Regions from separate parts of the Sus scrofa genome. Here region 1 is linked to region 2. Evidence: chromatin contacts called from public HiChIP or PLAC-seq data. All regions are on one chromosome and are shown on one strand. Each heading gives the region's core, a stretch centred on a gene start, on an enhancer-like site or on the middle of the called end of the contact. The rest is flanking DNA. Distances are from core to core; before and after follow the strand shown. Region 1 holds the start of IRF9 (interferon regulatory factor 9). Region 2 holds the start of CARMIL3 (capping protein, Arp2/3 and myosin-I linker protein 3).

Region 1 (6,441 bases), core at 2,668-5,167, 100 kb before region 2:
TTCCAGGAGATGGGGACGGGGCAAAGGCGCTGCACGAACAGGCCTCGGGAGTTGCTGGCCACCAGGACACCTCTCTTGAGCTGGCTCAGTAGGCGCTGGGTGGGCTCTCGTGGGCCGGGTTTGGGAAAGATCACCTGCTCTATGCTGCACTGGGAGCCAGACGGCTCGGCCACAAGGCGACAGTCCAGGCTCTGCACCTGGGCCTCGCCCACCACATGCCCGTCGTAGATGAAGGTGAGCAGCAGCGAGTAGTCTGAGGACAGAGGAAAGGCCGCTGCACAGGTGCCCCATCCTGGGGGCCCACTGGTCAGTGGCCAGCAGGAGCCTCTGAGGAAACGAATAGGGGCTCCTTGTAAATCCAACACCCTTGAGAGTTCCCGTCGTGGCTCAGAAGAAACTAATCTGACTCATATCCATGAGGACACAGGTTCGATCCCTGGCCTCGCTCAGCAGGTTAACGATCCAGCAAAGAGCTGTGGTGCAGGTCAAAGATGCAGCTCGGATACTGTGTTGCTGTGGTTGTGTCATAGGCCGGCAGCTACAGCTCCAATTTGACCCCAAGCCTGGAAACCTCCATATGCCATGGCTGTGGCCCTAAAAACACCAAAAAAAAAAAAAAAAAAAAAAATAATAATAATACAACACCCTCGTGTGCCAACAGGAATGTGAGCCTCAGAGAGGGAAACCAAATGAGGGCTGGTGAGGACCAGGTGGGCAGCGGGGTGGGGGCAGCGGCGGCACCTTCCGAGATTAGAGAAGGTGCCCTCTCTCATTATCTACACAGCCCAGCCCTCTGCAGCCAGGGGCTTCCTGTCAGACTTTCCTGTCACTCAGGAGAATAACTAATCCACAGATTCCCACTGAGGCCTCGGGGCTGAATGCCCAGGCTCTTAAGAGTTTATAAGAAGGTCCCAAAAATTGGGTCTCTACTTAGTCCACAGAATCTCAAAGTAGATTCCAGGAAACAGAGTGCATAATTTTTGAGAAATTAGTTGTCTGGAGTCTGGTCAGGGGCAGGGCTGAGACACCAGTGCCGCAAGCCCCGACAGATTAGACAATGCGCGCACGGCCACAGGAAGAGGACGTCAGGGGACAGAGAGCAGGGGCGAGTCAGAAATACCAAGTACCTGAATTTGGAGGGAGTAGATGCTCCAGGGACACTTGATCTCCTTGGAAAGGGGCCTCAGTGGTAACCCTACCTAGAAGGGAAGAAGAGGCACTGGTGATTCAGAGCGGAGTGGGAGGGAGTTCCTGTTGTGGCGCAGTGGAAGCAAATCCGGCTAGTATCCGTGAGGATTTGGGTTCGATCCCTGGCCTCACTCAGTGGGTTAAAGATCCGGTGTTGCCGTGAGTGGTGGTGAAGGTTGTAGATGCGGCCTGGATCCTGTGTTGCTGTGCCTGTAGTGCAGGCCAGTGGCTACCGCTCCGATTTGACCCCTAGTCTGGGAACCTCCATATGCTGCGGGTGTGGCTCTTAAAAAAAAAAAAGCAAACAAACTGAGCGGACTGGAGGAGTCGAGTCCAAGGTCCAGGGGATGTGGCATGGAGGATGACAAAAGAGGCAGGGCAGGTGGTACCTTCCGGAGACTCAGGGCTGTTGCTGCTGCTGCTGCTCCCCAAGTCTGAATGGCCTGCTCCCCCATTGGTCTCTGCCAACTCCTGTAGATACAGTCGGTACAGTTTCTATCACTGGTGCACCTCTCCCCTAGTTACTGTCCTACCCTTAGTGTCCCCACCCCCAGTTCCCTCCTGAACTCTCACATTTTTGAAGGGGTCCTGGAGGATGGAGGGGCTGAGTGTGCAGTTCTTTGTGGTAACCTCGTCCTCCTCCTTCTCACAGGTCACAGAACTGTGGCGTCGCTTTGATGGTAATTTCTGGCTTCCTGGCTGAGCTGTAGAACATTGATGGGGAGAGAAAGGTCAGAACCTTAAGTGGGCAGAGGGGAGGGGAGACAGAAGGCAGTGAAAGGATGGGCAGGAAGGGGCAAGTGCCTGAGTTACAGCTCCCCAGGGACAGGGCAGAACTCTGACCCGGCGCTCCCCCGTCCCAGGAGGCGCAGAGCTTCATCTCTGCTCCCCCCATCTGCCGATCCTAGGCATGGCGGGGCCGGGGCCACCCACCGGGGAGGGTGCCTGGTGGCAGCAGCCGGTACACCTTGTAGGGCTCGGCCCCATCCCTGTGGCCATTCTCAGGAACCTCCTCAAACTCAGTACTCTTGTTGAGGGCACAGCGCAGACGAGTCTTCCAGATGGCAGGGCCTTCGGAGTCCCCTTCCTTGTACTTTCCCTTAAATATCGCCCAGGCCTAGGAAACAGCAGAAGTAAAGAGAAGGCAGCCTGTTACAGACCCCTGCTGACCCTCTACCAGGCTGGCTTCATGGATGGACGTGTGGCCTGAGAGCGCGCGCACACAACGGCCCGTACTAGGCTTATGCTCCGTTGTTGCTGTCTTGAGACGCTGGCTGAGTTTTGCATTTTCATTTTGCACTGGCCTCTGATAATTACGTAGCCGATCCTACGCTTCATCTCCCCTTTATCTGAAACCCAGGCGGACACAACGCCTCGAGGGGGAGAGCGCCAGTGTATATACTCCGTCCCTCCCTCTGAGGGGCCGGTTTCCAGGCCCTTCACCTTGAAGAAGGCTGCATCCTGATCCTCCCGGAAATCCTGCTTGCCCGCATGCTTCCAGGGAATCCGGAACATGGTCTTGGCGTCGTCGTCCCAGCACACTCCTGGGAACTGCCCGCTCTCCACTTGCTCCACCACCCAGTTCCGGAGCTTTCGGGTGCAGCGAGCCCTGCCTGAAGCCATCCTGGGGATAAGATCAGTGGGAAGCTGTCACTGGACATTTTGGGAAGAGTGAGATCCTCGCCAGAGGGACTGGATTCTGGCAAAGGGCTGCCAGAGACCCCCTCTGTCTTTTGTCTCTGGACATATCTCAGAATTCTGAGGCTGAATTGTTTTGTTTCTGTCATCACTAGCAATCACCGGAAATACTTTAACATCCCAAGATGTAGCATCTGGAGTTCCTGTTGTGGCGCAGTGGTTAACAAATCCGACTAGGAACCATGAGGTTGCAGGTTCGATCCCTGGCCTTGCTCAGTGAGTTAAGGATCCAGCGTTGCCGTGAGCTGTGGTGTAGGTCGCAGACGCAGCTCGGATCCCACGCTGCTGTGGCTCTGGCTGTGGCCGGTGGATACAGCTCTGATTAGACCCCTAGCCTGGGAACCTCCATGAGCCTCGGAAACGGCCTTAGAAAAGGCAAAAAGACAAACAAACAGGCAAACTACCAAGATGTAGCATCTGGAAGGCAACAGGAATTGGTCTTAAGACTTTTTAGGAATCTATTGTTTGGAAGGAAAATGCCCTGGTGTCCTGCTCCCAGTGAGAGAGCTTGACACCCCCAAGCATTTGCAGATACAGCAGCTGCTTGAGATGCCTCATCAACCCTCTTCACCCACCATCCCCACAACTTATCCTTTGATGCCCCCTAACCCTCCCCCCTGCTTGTCCCAGGGGTAGGTGGGGCAGAGAGAGGGGGCAGAGCTGGGGCGGAAGTGGGCAGGGCCAGAAGGCAGCAAAACAATCGGGGATGGGGCAATGCCTTCTTCCCTCAAGAACCCGGTAGTAGGTCCTCCTGTCCTTTGCCAACAGATAAGGTGTGGGACACCGGCCCCTGACCAGTCTTTCACTCAAGCCAAACTTCCAGCTCCCTGGTTCACAAGCCTTCTGGTATTCCTCTGTCTAGCAGGGGGGTCCCTAGGAGCCCCCACCCACCACCTCCCGCAGGGCTTCCCCGACCTTGACCCAGGCTGACAGCCGTTTTTGGTTAATCTTACCTGAGCTGCTGTGCAGGCTGTCCCAGGGCTCAGCCGACCACAGCTCAGCTCCCGGCTAGGCAGCTTCTGGATTTCTCCGCCCCTTTCTACAGTCCCCACCCTAAGTTTCAGTTCTCCTTCAGGGAGGTCCGTTTCCCCGAAATCACGTGGTCTCCGAGTTGCAGGGCAACTGGTTGCCACTAGGGGGAAGCAGCAGCTGAGATGCTTATGGTTGGCCCGCTGGGCCTCATTCCCTTTCCTCCCTCAGGACACTTCTTGCTCGGATCCCACCATCTCTGTGACACAGCTGCTTCCCCAGGGAGGCTGCAGTATCCTGGAGTCTGGCCTGGGGCCGCTGGTTAGCTCTGTACTACTTGGGCATCTGCCTTCCCCTACAGTGCCTGCTTGCTACCTACTAGGTGAGCCCACACATCAGCTGGATTTGGTGAAAGCAAGGAGGCAGGGAAAGAGAAGCTCAGGCCAGGGGGCTGGATGCGGAGGGCCTCCCCTGGCCAGCCGCGAGGCCAGTTCCTTCTTGGCCTGAGTCCAGAGTGGGCTGGTCAGCGGGCTGAGGGAGCCCTTTTGGCAAAGCTCTGTTCACCACCCCCCCTTCCCTGGTGCCCCCAGATGGTGGGGTCAGGAAGAAGGACCACCAAGAAGCCTGGGCAAGGAAATGCCTCTTTATTAGTGCTGGAGCTGCTCCTGAGGAAGTCGGACCAAGGGACCCTCGCCCTCAGCTACTTCCTCCTGCGGGGGATACTCTGTCCCAAGGGCACCTCTTCTATCAGCTTCTGCAGAAGGAGAGAGAAGATGATGAAACGAAGCACAGGGCTCAGACACAGGCAGGACAGGGGATTTCTAGGGAGTGGGCTCAGGGGCCAGGCCGGGGGAAGGCTTTACCTGCAATAAGCGTGCGTGATAGGTTGGGGGATCCTCCCCAGGCAGCGGCTGGGGGTGCATGTGCAGGTAGCGCTCGGCAGCTGTCTCCAGCTCCTCCACCTCATACAGGGTGGCTGGGTCCAGAGAGTGGGCATTGATGAGGCTCACAAGATATTCTTTGTAGTGTGCCCTGGGGAGATGATAGAGCGAAATATTTGTTCTTCTGTTTGGCTGATCCTCGGATGAACAAGACCGACACCCCTCACCCGTGGCTCGGTAGGCGCTTGCCAACCTGCGCCCACTGCCTGCTACTACCTCTCTTTGCCTCTTGCCTGGAAGGGCCCCATCTCCCACTCCTTGCAGGACCTACTGATCCCAGAGACCCAGTCCCTCTGTCTCCCCCCCACTGCCATGCTTCATGCCCTGCCTGCCACTCACTGGCAGAGGCCAGCATAGCCAGCAGGAGTCTCCTTGCCACAGGCTTCGTCCCGGAAGCCATTGGGCACCTCCTTCTGCTCCATCACTCGGCAGCCACCTAGGGGTAAGGGAAGGAAGGGACTCTGTCAGGGGGAGGAAGGCCATGGACCACAAAGCCCCAAGAGAGCTGGGATATGACAGAGGCATGGGAGGCAGCCTCCAGGGAGGGAACACAGAGATGCCATCATGCAGACCACCTTTTTTTTTTTTTTTTTTTTTTTTTTTTTATGCTTTTTAGGGCTGCATCTGCTGCATATGGAGGTTCCCAGGCTAGGAGTCAAATCAGAGCTGCAGCTGCTGGCCTATGCCACAGCCACAGCCACTTGGGATCTGAGCCACATCTGTGATCTACACCACAGCTCAGGACAATGCCGGATCCTTAGCCCACTGAGCAGGGCCAGGGATTGAACCCGAATCCTCATGGATCCTAGTTAGGTTCATTAACCGCTGAGCCACAAAGGGAAGTCCCAAACCACTTCTGATGTAGAGGCAGGGACCCTGCTGTTCTTGCTTTTATCCAAGCTGATTTTTGGTCTGTAATCATATACTTGCTTGAGGCAGCTCTTCTGGTTGTGATTTAGCCTCTGCAAGGTTAACTTATTCTCTGAAGGTCTTAGTCTATGAGATGGTAAGAAGTGGAGATTAGAATCAGAACATTTTTCTTTTGCCCTCTTGGAACCTAAAACAGTACAACTAGCAAGTTTCATTAAATAGTCATTGAGTTACCTAATGAATCGTTATCTTTTGGGAATGGGAGAATAAAATTTGCGTCAAGGTGCTGGGCACTATAATATGGCCTTATCTAAGGGAGTTCCCTAGTGGTCTAGTGGGTAAGAATCTGGCATTGTCACTGCCATGGCTCAGTTTGATTCCTGGCCCAGGAACTTTCGCATGCTGAGGGTGCAGTCAAAAAATAAATTAGGAGTTCTTGTTGTGGCACAGCGGAAACAAATCTGACTAGAAACCCTGAGGTTGCAGGTTCGATCCCTGGCCTCGCTGAGTGGGTTAAGGATCTGGCATTGCTGTGAAATGTGGTGAAGGTCGCAGACACGGCTTGGATCTGGCGTTGCTGTGGCTATGGTTTAGGCTCGCAGCTGTAGCTCTGATTCGACCCCTAGCCTGGGAACCTCCATATGCTGTGGGTGCGGCCCTCGGAAGACAAAAAACAAAGAAACAAAAAAATTAAAGGAGTTCCCATCGTGGCTCAGTGGTTCGCAAACCGGATTAGCATCCTTGAGGATATGAGTTCAATGCCTTGCCTCGCTCA
Region 2 (7,474 bases), core at 3,039-5,538:
GGCTGGGGCTCACCCTTGTCCTCGATGGGGTTGTGGGACAGAGTGAGGGCATGCAGCACACAGCTCCCGTTCTCCCCAAACACCCCGGCCAGCTTCTGGACAAAGTCCCTTCAGGGGAGGGGAGGAAGGATGTGTTTGTCCCAGGCCCCGGGCTTCCCCTCCTCCTCCACCTGCCTGCCTGGCTGGGGCTGCAATGCTTAGAGGCCCCCACCGGCGGGGAGCAGCTTGGGGCCTGCCAGGGAGTTTGTCACCACTCTGGAGTACCTAGGAAGTTGTGCAGAGACAAAGCCTAGCTTTGGGTCCTCCAGACCAGAGCAGCGCACTCTGCTCAGTGGTTGATGGCGGAAAAGGGGCAGGGCATATGGAGATACTGGGGAAAGCCATGGAGTTGGGGGGGCAGGAGGCTTAGGTGTGCCTTGCCTGGAGCCCTCTTGGGGCCTCAGTCTCCTCTTCTGTAAAGCGAGGAGCCGGGTGAGATAGTTCAGAGGCCCATAGCATGCACTGAGGTTCCGGGACCCTAAGAATACATCAAGGGGCCACCACTGCCCAAAGAGGAGGCTGGCCTCACGTCTTAAGCCCAGCGTTGTCCAGCACCAGCTCTTCCAGGCTCCCCGACTTGCTGAGGGTGTGTAGCACCTGTTCGAGCACTTCAGAGCCCTGAGGAGAGTGGGTCATGTGATCAGGAGCCAGAGAGGGCATGGCTCTCCCCTCCCCACCCTGCCCCTCCTAGACTCTACCAGCCGCAGGTCCTTGCAGTAGAGTTTGGTGAACCATTGGTTGTAGGCCAGGGCTGCCACCATTAGGGCCAAGTCTCTATGGGGAGATTGAAAGGGGCGGGAAAGTGGTGAACAGGTGGCTGGGGCAGAAAGAAAAGACTAAGGAAGGGATGGCTGGCCTGGGGAAAGCCTAGAGGAGTAGAAGGCAGTGGGGGTGCGGGCTGGGAGACAGAGCTGAGGTTGTGGGTGGGAATGGAAGAGAGAACCTAAAAGGGCTGGGGCTGGACAGGGGTTGGAATGGGAGGGTTGAGTAACCTCCATCTGCTTACCGGCTCTCCAAGTGGCTGAAATCCAAAAGATTGAACTCCCGGTTATCCTCGGCATGATAGATGGTGTCCACGTCCTTGGAGAGGTGGAACGGGCTCACACCTGCTCCCCTCCTCCTCCTCAGCCCCCTGCCTCTGGGTCCCGCCTGCCCACCTGCCAGGTCCCTGCCCAACGCACCCATTGCACCTCCTCACGGCAGTGCAGCCCGTTGTAGTCACACAGGGCAGCGTAGGTCTCGGAGAAGCCACCTGTGGGGCAGGAGATGGGCTGGCTCCTTGAGGGGTAAGGGGGTGGGGAACAGACTTGAAGTTTAAGGAAAGGTCAAGGTCATTGTATGTACCCGTGTCCTGGGGTCCTGCTACATTGTGAACCTCTGAGGTCCGGGAATGTGGAGTCTCAGGGGAGGCAGAGCCCTACACCCAGAGGACTCAGAGCGGGGGGCAGGGTGGGCAGGGTGTGGGCCCCACTTTCCTCACGTCTGCCCTGCTCACCACAGACACTGTGCGTGGTGGATGTGGAAGTCTCAGAGTTGGGGGATGTGTCTCGGGGCCCTTCTGGGGTGTCCGCATTTCCACGCCGGATTAGACTCCTGGAAAACGAACAAATCCATCCCAAGAGGGGGAAAGAGCCTCTCAATTCTTTCTCTGTTATAGCTTCTGGATCCCCAGGAAAAGCAGGAGCGGGGACATGAGAGCTCTTCTCCTTGGTGTCCCAGGGGCCCAGGTGCAGGGGAAGGAGGGAGGCAGGAAGGGAGGTCTCCACACTGTCGAACACCTCGAGAGACTCCTCCTTTGCCACTCACCCAGGGCCAGGGCAGACCTTGGAGAGGGCAGAGCTCACATGTCGGGTCACCTGGTCCACGCTCTCAGCTGATGGCAGCCGCAGGCTCACCATTCCACGCTCCGTCTCCACTAGGATCTAGGGGAGAGGAAGCAGTGGGGCCTCAGATGCAGGCTCCCTCCTCCTGCCAGCCCAAGGGTGAGGCCCAAGCCCTGATGCTCGCCTGGTTCTGACTGAGCGTGTTGAAGGCGCGGATCTCCAGGACATTGAAGGAGCTTTCCACCTGTGGGGAGGGGGCACGGGAATGCCCCGCTGATGGTCAGAGCCTGGCTGCCAGGCTCGGGGTGGGGGGAGGGGAGAGGTGCATGCCAGCTGCTCTCCTGCTCGTCAGCCCAACTCACCTTGGCTGGGACTTTAAGGGGGAAGATGTGGAGGCGCCAGGAGGTCAGGGCCTTCAGAGAGAGGAAACATCAGCAGCTCATAGGAGCTTCCTGGGCCCTAGTCACACTGCCCCCTTCAGCCCATGTGCACCCCTGTTGGCAGTGACCCTCTGCTCTGGAAGCTCCTCCCCATCATGCCCCACCCTAGGCTCCTGGACATCCACGGAGTCCAGCCTCCCCATGCCCCACGCTAGGTCTTTTCAGCTCTCTTCCACCTCTGTCTCCTCTGCCGCCCAGCCTCCTTGCCCTTCTCAGCCCGGGTGCCCTTGATACCACCTCCCCTCCCCCAGCCCAGTGCCCTCACCAGCACTCGGTCCTCGAACTTCTTGGGCTTCGTCTCCAGCTTCACACGGTGTTGTTGGAGCACAGCCCCTTGGCTCAGGCATCTTCGGATGCTGTCTGCAGGCGGGGGTGAGGTGGGCTGCTCAGAGCTCTCCTTACCCTGGCAACCCCCACTTACCCAAGGCGCTCCAGGGGTCAGGTGGGAGGGGAGGGGAGAGAATCAGAGAGAGGCAAAGAAGGACCGGGACTGAGACCTTTCCTTCTTGGGTGACTTTTCTTTTTTATTAGAGAGGCTGGAGGGTGTGGAGAAAACCGAGGGGGGACAGTAGCTGAGTGACACTGTGAGAGAATGTGAAGGATTTTTCTGACCCGTGTAGTCCAGCAGCTGTGGACACATCCACAGTGAGTCAGTGTGGGGAGTGTGGGGGTGTCCCTTTGACTATATTTTAGGTGGTCTGGGTGTGAGTGTCTGCCTTTTACTATGCATGTAAAGAAGATGCCAGGGAGCCCGTGTGTGGTATTGGTGGGCATGGCTAAGTGTGAATGAGTATGCTGTGCTTGCAGTTGTGAAAGGGGCATAGAGCCAGCCAGTTCTGAGTAGGGGGTAGGGAGGTAGGAAGGAGTGTTTAAATGAGTCCCAAACCCATCTGCTGGCGAAACCATCCAGATATCCCAGTATGTATGTGCATGTGTGTGTGTGTGCTGTTTCTGCAAAGATGTGTGTACACACATCTCAAGATTGTGCTTGTGTGTGTGTGGAGGTGTGGGAAATTGAAACGGTGCAGAGCATGCCTCTGAGTATCCTTGAGCGTCCTGGTCTCTGCGTGGGCTAGCCTGTGCTCCCGCCTCTGGGGGTCAGGGTTGTGGCAGAGCTAGGGGATCGGCCCTTGGTTTGGACCAAGTCTAAGAACTGCTGCAAGGCAGGAGAGGCCTTGAGGTGTTGGGTGAGGGGGGTAGAGAGAAGAGGGCAGGCTGGGACCGGGGCCGTGGTAGGAGAGCTGCAGAGACCCTCCTCTTGGTTTTTGCTCCAATTCGGGCCCTCTTTCCTGACTCCCTTCTTTGCCCCACTGGCCGGGGTGCAGAGACGGGCTGCCATGGGGCTCTCCGGAGCCAGTTCCGGGGCGGGGCCCAGAGGAGGAAGGGTGTTGAGCCCAGAGGCGGTCAGGACCTGGGGCAGCTCCCATCACCCGGCGGGGCGGGCCTGGCCCCGCCCGGCGGGGAAACGGGGACTCTCTGGAGGAGAGACTGGATGCTTCGCCGAGGGTTGGGCCAGGATTGCTGAGAGTCAGCCCCAGGGAGCGTAAAGGGACTGCATCTGTCACTGAAGATCGGGACGGGAGGCTCTGGGACAGGAAGGTCCTGACAGGGTGAGAAGAGGGGGCCAGCGGAGGATGCTCTGGGGACAGCGATACCCCGAGCTGGGATGCAGGGGCAGGGGGGTGCCTTGGAATGGGGATGCATGAGGGGCGGGAGGCACCGGGGTGTACCGCGGAGAGGAACGCACTGGGTCTGGGAGGCTCCCGGACGGGGCGTCCCGGAGACCACCGCAGCCTCGTACCTTGCAGCTCGCGGGTGAGCTCCGCGCTGGACTTGGCCATGGCGGCCGTTGCTGCCGGTGTTGCTGCAGAGGAGCCGCTGCCGCCGCTGCCGCCGCCGGGGAGCCGCGGCACATGCTAGACCCGGCTCCGGCAGGGCCCCGGCGCTGAGCGCTGCAGCAGCCGCGGAGCCCGCTCCTGTCAGGGGCGGCTGCGCGAGCGCTCCTCCCCCCGCCTCGGAGCGCCGGGTCTCCCGCCCCTCCCGGAGAGGTGCCAGACTGAGCATGCGCGCCGCGCCTCGGAGCCGCGTGAGACCCCGCGCGCGCTCGCGCCCACCCCTCCCGCCGGCCCCCGCGTGCGACGCCCTGTGCTTGTCTCCTGGAGCCCGGGTCATCTCCCAGGCGGGGGGCAGGGTCCCCACTTTTCGTGTCACCCCACTCCTCGGGCACTGTGAGCAGAACCCATTTCTTTTGTTTGTAGCTCTGTGTACCCCTTGCCGGGTCATTCTTGCAAGGCTCCTCCCTTTTCATTTCTTGCTCGGGACCCGTCCAGGTTGTCCTTGCTGAACCGCGAAGGAAGGAACTCGCGGCTGAGGGCAATGTTGGGAGAGGACCTGGCCGGATCTAGAGCAGTTTATCCTTCTTTTCCCGCTTGCCCAGCCTTGGGGATCCCTGCGGCGTCCTTGGCACCGTCCCCGCGGGTGTGCGGCCGAGAGTAGCACCTGGGAATTCCCGCGCCACCTCCTCCCTGCTGGCAGCTCTGCAAACACCTCCATCCCCATCCCGGAGCCTTACGCTCAGGTCCTGGAGACAGGGAGGAAGGCTAAGGGGATGCAGACTTGGGATCCAGGAGAACCTTAAGGGCATCCCGTCCACTCAAATTTAGGCTCTCTGCTTGGCTAACACACCTATGCACCCTACGCTGAAAAATGAACATTGATTCAAACCACTGTGATCATTTGCATTTTCTTTGCACTAGATTTGCACGTCGTTGATTTCTAACCCTGTTCCCTCCAATCCAGGTTTCCTTCTCCCATATCCCTCAAATTACCCTGATGCCCAGAAAAAAAAAAAAAAAAAAAAAAAATTAGTTGATCTTTGCTAAGGTAGACTCAGCCCTCTGAGCAGGTCTACCTTGTGCTCTCAGGGGAGGTCTTTATTGAAGGCTACAGCAACAGGGAAAATCCTCATTAGACCACAGCTTGACAGCAGAGGACAAGGACGCTGGCTCTTTTCACAGGGCAGAACTGATTTGGGGGGGGTGGGTAGGGGTTATGGTGTATTGTGAGCAGAATGCTAGGCAGAGGTGGGAAACCAGTTGATGAATGCTGGAACAGGAGCTGGAGCCCAATCTCTGCCCTGGTGGATGCTCTCCAGGTCCTCAGAGGCGGGATGCGGTCCCTCCACCCACTACCACTGTCTCCCCAGTGATGTAGCTGGCATCTTCAGAGCATAGGAAAGACACGATGCCCGCACAGTCCTCTGGATTGCCTAACCTGGGGAGGAGAAGAAACAGAAAGGGAGTAAAAATCAAACAGGGAAAGAAATCTGCTTAATCAAAAAGCATCAGATGATTTTTCAGGACCAGTGTACTGTCCATCAAATAGGGTTACCATGAAGAAAAGGTAACTATAAGCATTAACACTGTACTTTGCAAAAGCCACCACACATTACATTCATGTAAAATAGAGACACTTTGTTTTTTTGTTCTTTTTTATTTTTTGCTTTTTAGGGCTGCACCTGCAGCATATGGAAGGTCTCCTGGCTAGGGGTCGAATCAGAGCTATAGCTGCTGGCCTATGCCACAGCCACAGCAATGCAGGATCCGAGCTGTGGCTGTGACCTACACCACAGCTCATGGCAATGCCAGATTCTTGACCCACTGAGTGAGACCAGGGATCAAACCTGCATCCTCATGGTTGGTTTCATTACTGCTGAGCCACAGTGGGAACCCTGAGACACTGTTTTTTACTGAACTCAGGACACCAAAATCTAAAGTTACATAGATAAACCGATGAGCAGCTATTTCATTCTTCAAAGAATTTGTTTCACATGTGTGCATACTATTCAAGTGCCAAGGAGTCTGTGAGACAGTAAATGATTTGTTTAAAAATGACTCCATTTGTACAGCTTCAATTCACAGACAACTTTTTCAGGAACCTGTTTCTGTCACTTAAAGTCATTTTGAGAGATTGCGCTAATTCTCAGTGTTTGTATCAGTGATTACATAGTTAGGGAACACTCTAACTACCATAGAATGCTCTAGAGGTGGGTAGAATGGGTACCTCAAACCTAAAAGGCCTGGACTAGTGGGTTTCCACTCTGACTGCACAATGTAGTCATCTGGGAGGTTTACCTTCTCCCTCTCCACCTGCCCTTGCCCCTTAAAGATGCCTAGGTCCTACCTTAGGCCAGTTAAAAAAAGAATCTCTGGGAGTGGGGCTTGAGTATTTGTGTTTTTACAGGCACCTCAGCTGATTTGAATTTGCATCCAAGACTGAGGAGCCTGGGGCCAGATCATTCACTGCGGCTGGAGCATGACAATAATGAGTTGTGAACCAGGCCTTGGAGCTCCTGCCTCACAGCAGAACGGCTTTGGGGGCACTTGAGGGGGTCTCCCTCCTCAAGTAGGCATTGCTGGTATGTGTCCTTGAGGGGACAAGGTAGAGGAGCTAAAGACAAGAGAGTTCTCAGAAGCCAGAAGCTGGAGAGAGTCAGGGAGCCAGAGAAAGGTGCCCAAAATTCAGCTAATCCTTTGGGGAAGAGGCTAGTTTTCTTAGGCAACGGGAGTTTGGGAGTTTGGGGACGTAGGAAAGCTCTTCAATTCCTTTTATGTGGATTGTACGATCATCAGTCTGAACTTGGGAAATGACGACTCTTGGAATTCCCTTTGTGGCTCAGTGGTAAACAAACCCGACTAGGATCCATGAGGATGTGGGTTCGATCCCTGGCCTCGCTCGGTGGGTTGGGATCTGGTGTTGCCGTGAGATGCGGCTTGGATCTGGCTGTGGTGTAGGCTCTGATTGGACCCCTAGCCTAGGAACTTCCATATGCTGAGGGTGTGGCCCTAAAAAGCAAAAAAAAAAAAAAAAAAAAAAGAAAAATATGACAAATATGACTCTTTCTATTCAATGAGAACTAAAAAAGCATGCTTGGCCTCTCATTGTTAGGGAAGCCTGGGAGTTAGGCAAACCCCCAGGTGGAGAGAGAAGTGTCAGGGTCTCCCCCAGGGTTCTGCTCTGCTAAACTCGGACACCTCTGAGTTTGGTTTTTGCAGTGGTGGCAGACTCCTTGCACATGCCACTGTAGTGAAGCAGTGTTCACAAACCTGTGAAGTCTGTGTTTGAAGCAAAGGAGAGCATGCCTGGGAGCTCTCTGGGGGAGCAGCAGGTTAA

Evidence for each region. HiChIP or PLAC-seq counts read pairs in DNA pulled down with a chosen protein or histone mark.
Region 1: a contact with region 2 is called in an H3K27ac HiChIP or PLAC-seq map of skeletal muscle, with 3 times the contacts expected there. The contact joins the promoter of IRF9 here to the promoter of CARMIL3 in region 2. A contact is called at or near these places in 2 of 5 promoter capture datasets (fetal liver and liver), 7 of 47 Hi-C or Micro-C datasets (embryonic fibroblasts, heart right ventricle, mesenteric adipose tissue and 2 more) and 2 of 2 datasets of contacts at active chromatin or transcription factors (alveolar macrophages and skeletal muscle).

Annotation. Positions count from the first base shown.
Region 1 is chr7:75,135,724-75,142,164 of Sscrofa11.1, forward strand. It overlaps IRF9 (interferon regulatory factor 9), which reads right to left and starts at 3,918. Exons shown (of 9, transcript NM_001078670.1): 1 at 3,840-3,918; 2 at 2,632-2,812; 3 at 2,122-2,305; 4 at 1,762-1,892; 5 at 1,578-1,659; 6 at 1,128-1,199; 7 at 1-253. The coding sequence starts at 2,811.
Region 2 is chr7:75,236,955-75,244,428 of Sscrofa11.1, forward strand. It overlaps CARMIL3 (capping protein, Arp2/3 and myosin-I linker protein 3), which reads right to left and starts at 4,289. Exons shown (of 41, transcript XM_021099222.1): 1 at 4,104-4,289; 2 at 2,568-2,662; 3 at 2,225-2,275; 4 at 2,047-2,106; 5 at 1,846-1,961; 6 at 1,535-1,632; 7 at 1,221-1,291; 8 at 1,046-1,119; 9 at 738-813; 10 at 569-657; 11 at 14-108. The coding sequence starts at 4,143. DHRS4 (dehydrogenase/reductase (SDR family) member 4) reads right to left here. Exons shown (of 8, transcript NM_214019.2): 8 at 5,167-5,575. The coding sequence ends at 5,461. LOC106504467 (a long non-coding RNA gene) reads left to right here and starts at 2,687. Exons shown (of 2, transcript XR_001297957.2): 1 at 2,687-3,912; 2 at 4,111-5,025.